Linked DNA regions of Gossypium hirsutum: region 1 is linked to region 2. A link is a contact called in public Hi-C data. All regions are on one chromosome and are shown on one strand. Each heading gives the region's core, a stretch centred on a gene start, on an enhancer-like site or on the middle of the called end of the contact. The rest is flanking DNA. Distances are from core to core; before and after follow the strand shown.

Region 1 (2,700 bases), core at 150-2,649, 130 kb after region 2:
ATTCTTTTAAGCTCATCATTATAACAATATATATAAATTCATTAATTCTTATATATTGGACTTATATAATGTATTGAGTCAATCTCTAGTATGTTGAACCTATAATATATTATTAATAATTTCGGTTAATTGGTTAATTTAGTTATTACACACTATTTCGAATTGAATTAATCGATAATCAATACTTCCAAAAACTTTTAACTTACCCCAATCGAATTAGATTTGATGACCAACTGATTAGTTTAACTAATTTGGTTTGATCGATTAATTCGAGTAAAACAAAAAAAAAATTACACACCTCTATAAATGTCTATATTTTGATTATTTATTTGGAGGTACTGATACACACCATTTAAGGATTATTTATACTTTACCTTAAAAAATATTTATTTGTTATTTTAAAATTTTTTTTTGGTTTTTAAAATACGAATAACATATATTTTTTTATCCTTTCAATATTGATAAAAAAAATGAATCACAATTTAAATTCATTTTATTTGAATGCCAGATCTAACTGCTGACAAATATATATTTTATTAATACATCATTTCTACTGAAGTGAAGAAAAAATTATGCATTAATTAATTATTATTTTTAATATAATATATGTAGACGCTATTAGCATTTTCCTTAGTATAGAACATACATTGATCCAGTCAACAAGTCTCGATGTCATTCATCTTTGATCAATTCAACTAGACTGCAGTAAGTTTTGATATTGGAGTTCAAAGATACTTATTCTTTCATTAGAATTTGGTGGTCCTAATTACAGTTCAATGTCAATAATAAATGCCAAACAAAGTATTCACTCCTTGTTTCTATTAGTCCACTAGCTAGGAAACTTACAAATATTTTTTTCTCCCTATAAACTATTTGTTTGAAAATAAAATATTTAGAGTATTACTAACTTGAAATTAAGTGGTTAAACGTGAAATATGATCAGAAGAATACACCGCATCTTATCCTAAGAAATATTTGGCTCCTACGTTATATTCTTAGAGAGCAAAATCAAAGAGCTGATTTTATAATCAAATTAACTTTTGGAGAAAAGAAATATCTACAACTAATTGAAACTCACCAAAAGCAATCCCTGCACTCATCAAAACTGATAAAGAGAAGAATCTTTGTACTCCATTTTCCAATCCTATAACTTAGTTTTGTAAGTTTCATTTTTCACCAAAAAAAAAAAAATTAGTACAAGAGAGGCCCTATTGGGATTAACGTATTGATACCGAATGGTACCAAAATTTCTCTGTAAATTAGGAGCCTCAACAAGAAACTGAGGGTGGAAAGATAATGGTTGGACCTCTTGAGTTTTGTAACAATGGCAATAGTTATCCCTTGAAAATGACATTCACAAATCCTCTAGATTTAGAAAACTGTAGAGTCCGAGTACCCCATCAATAAACTCCACCACCCAAGTCTAGCTAGGAATACTGAAAGGCCTTACAAAAGGGAACTCAATGGGCTCAACACCTCCCATAAATCCTGTTATATTCTAGTTGTATTGTCATCTCTAACCCCCCAAAAGAATCTCAGTTTCAAGGCATGAATAGCAGCTAAAATACTAGACCATGAGAATGAAGGTTTATCAAACATGCTTAGTTTTCAAAACATCTCCATTAGGAAATTCTGTCGATGAAAGCACTTTGGAGCAATAAGTTTCCTTGTTATGCATAAATTTCCATGCTTGTCTCCCCAAAAGGGCAAGGTTAAACAATTTAACACTTGAAAACCAAACCCTCCCATACCATTTGATCGTCAAATGATGACCCAGTCCAACATCACCCAACCTCACTCCTCATGCTTACCCAACTACTAGAACTGTTTAATAGCAGAAACAATGACATTAGTCACACTATTAGATAACAATAAAACAACTCATTGCATAAGTCAGAATATCTGCAATATTGATTTTAGAAAAACCTCTCGACCTCCAACACAAAGAAATTGTTTGGACCAACTATGAGTACGTTTATAAACTTTGTTTATCATAAGTTGTAAATTGGCAAATTTAATCTTACCTGTAAATCGCCCTTCACTCGATATGCATATGCCCAACTAATCCTTACAAATGGTAAGCTATCATCTTAAAAATATAAGAGATGAAATCTGAGATCGTTCTAACTTCCCTTAACACAAGTTAGCAAAGTTGAGAGGACCCTCTATATAAATTAGAAATAGATAAGGGGATAAGATCACCTTAATATAGTTGTTAGGCTTTTGTGCCCCAAGTATTATAATTTCATTATATTTTATGTAATTTATTTAAACATTTGGATTCATTATTCATAGGAATATACACATGTTATTCATTTATCTCTATGTTAGATTGTCCTTAAATAATTAGCATGTAAACAAAACAATATAAGAAAACATGATTTACTATTTACCTATGTTGAACTATGAAAACGGGGTATAACAAAAGAGTTTTTGTGCGTGGAAGAGAATTATCCATAGTTAATCATCTAAGCATGTTTATGGTTCATGGAGTTACGAGGAGCAAGTTGTTGAGATTTAGTGTCTTTAGTGTAGTATTTTTGTCTATATATACTTTTATTTTTCGAACAAATTAGTTTAATAATGTAACGATGTGATATGCAAAGTTAATATAAAAATATATAAAGATCAATTAAGTAATTTAACCGAGAAAATTGTTAATTAAAGCTCAAGGACTAAATTGTAAAAGTCCAATCGCTA
Region 2 (2,700 bases), core at 137-2,636:
CCTTTTCCCTCTCCTACCAGCTTCTTCATAGGGTACAGAATAAATACCATTTGAAAGAAGCGACAACCCTTAACCGATTGTTTTGCCTTGTGAAATACTAACAAAATACAAAAATAAGTAAATAGGCAGACTCATGAAATTATCACGAAGAGTCCATATTCAGGAACAAATAATAACTTTTCTCAGGAAATTATTTATCGGAACTTTGCTTTTCCTTTTCCCCTTCTACCAGCTTCTTCATAGGTTACATGAGACAAAGCCATTTGAAAGAACCAGGAATACTGAACTAGTTGTTTACCATGTGAAATACTAAATTAATTACTAAAATCAGTACATAGGTAGACTCCTGAAATTACTAAACTCGGATATAGGCAGGCAGCAGGCTCATAACTCATCATGCATTGTCAATATGATAGAACCAAATAATAATACTGTCAGCAAACCATTGTATCTCAACCATCTTTCCTTTTCCACTCCCATCAAACTTCTTCAGAAGATATATACTAAAAGCCATTTGAAAGAACCAGAAAATATGAACGAAATATGATACCAAGAATCAGCCTCCACATTTCCAAGGCATATTTGATATAAAAAATTAAATTAAATCTATCCAATAAACAAGGACAGATAAAGACCCATATATAAATTAAACACCAGACTAAGATCTAACTCCAAGCTCCATAATAAGATAAAAAAGTCTTCAATCCCATCAAAAGCTTTCTACCTAATAAAAGAGGTAAGAGCAAATATACATATATCATAATGAGTTCATAGAAATCATTTCAAGCAACCCAATAAACGAACCGATTAAATATACAAAAATACTATCAATGAAAACTGAAAAAAAAATGAAAACCTAGATTAGAATATGACGAAAAGAAGGGAAAATTAAGGATTTTTCCAGAGAGAATAAAAAGAAAGGACCTGCGGATCTTGTTCCCTTGGCCGACTTGGTACATCCCATACGAGAAGGCACCAAAAGCAGCTAGAAAGATAGCCATAGCACTTGGGCCCTTGTTGGGTATCCGACGGGCGTACCTGACGGGGGCGAACCCACCCGGAGGAGGCCCATCTTGGAGAAGTGGCATGTCCTTCACACTCGCCATTCCTGGCTTCTTCCTTATCACTGCCTCAGTCATTTTCCCTAGTTTTTCTGTAGTTCTAGAGAGAGTTTGCGTGCAAATTGTAGAAAGTGGTGGTGGCGTTATAGAGGGGGGTTGTTTATTTGAGCTTGGGTCCGTCTTCCGCTACGCCACTTGGTGGGCTTATTTCCAAGTGCAGGTCTGTATAAGGTATAATGACAAATTTAGTTCTTTAACTTTTACACATTTATTCAATTAGGCCCTTACGCTTTTATTTGAAGCAAATTGACCTTCAATTTTTCATTGCTCACGCACTATTTTATCTTACATGTAAAGCTAGCGAATGATTTAAAAATTATATTGAATATTAAAAAATTGGAAGTTAAAAATTTCATAAATAAAAATTATAATTCAAAAATTTATGAAAAATGCTCTTTAAAATTAAAAAGTTATAAAAAAATCAATCCAAAAAAATGCAATTTTTTTTTCAAATTTGTAAGAGAAATGCAAAATAATTTTATGTTTTTAATTAAAATTTTAAAAATTCCAAAATTATGAAAAAAAATAAAAAAATCTTCAAAGAAAAAAATATTTTTTACTTTTTATAATATATAAAGTTAATTTCAACTTAAAATAAAGATTCTTTTTCTAATTTCTAATGAGAGTGGTTAAAGAATATCTTTTCTTGAAAAATCATATCTCCTTAAATTCTGTCATTAGTCCTTGTACTTTGCTAAAGCTATAGATTTAGTCCAGTACTTCAATTTGATTACTTTAGTCATGTTCTTTTTAAATTAGTCAATTTTAATCCCTCTTCTTTTTGGTTTTTGAAACTTTAATTTTCACCTAAACAGTAGCAAGTAAATTCATTTGGTTAAATTCAATTACTAGTTTTATGTTATAAGTACGATTGTAAATTTAGTCCATATTTTCTAATTAGATCATTCTAAGTCCTTATACTTTTCAAATTTTTATATTTCAATATTGATACAAATGAAAGTCATTAATCCATTACTTAGATTTTTAAGGAGTAATATGTGAAAATAACAAACCAACATGGCACTACATATATGATAATATATTTGCTCCATTAGATTTTGAAAATAGTAGAACTTATGGTGCATTTGTTTCACAGAAAATTACTTATGATTTCTTTTTTGCTTCTTTTTGTGTTTGTTCTATGGAAAACAACTTCGTCAAGTAAAAAAAAATCATGTAAATTGACTTACCCTTTTGAAAAGCATAATCATTATCCGAAAAAAGCTCTTTTATGAAGAATTTTATTGTTATATAAAAATTAACTTGAATCAAGCCTAATATTATTATATTATTATTAATTTTTTTAAAAATTAATAATAAAATATTATAGTGTTCAATATTATTAAACATACATATTTTATTATTTATTTACTAATATAGGAATTTATTAATATAATAATTGAACTTGAAAATTAGACCTTAGATCGAAAATTGGGTCCAAGAACCCAAAATTGAGACTAAGACCCAATAACTAGTCGAATTGGGTCTGGTATGTGAAACCGGGCCGATGGTCCAACCGATGGCAGGACTGAACCGGTCGGTCAGTCACTGGTCTGAACCGAACTGGCTCGAGGTGCTG

What was found. Hi-C and Micro-C count contacts between places; a contact is called where the count stands out from the background.
Region 1: a contact with region 2 is called in a Hi-C map of leaf, with 2.1 times the contacts expected there. The contact joins the enhancer-like site here to the promoter of LOC107914878 in region 2. A contact is called at or near these places in 4 of 34 Hi-C or Micro-C datasets (all in leaf).

Annotation. Positions count from the first base shown.
Region 1 is chrD10:32,040,827-32,043,526 of Gossypium_hirsutum_v2.1, forward strand. No RefSeq gene overlaps it. Among protein-coding and RNA genes, the nearest start is that of LOC107900591, 18 kb to the right of the region's middle. Within about 2 kb of position 1,400, at least 2 of the 9 cell types and tissues checked have an H3K27ac peak or open chromatin away from gene starts, as enhancers often do. A contact at or near this core is called in leaf, where this site is marked.
Region 2 is chrD10:31,906,457-31,909,156 of Gossypium_hirsutum_v2.1, forward strand. It overlaps LOC107914878 (NADH dehydrogenase [ubiquinone] 1 alpha subcomplex subunit 13-B), which reads right to left and starts at 1,387. Exons shown (of 3, transcript XM_016843925.2): 1 at 925-1,387. The coding sequence starts at 1,139.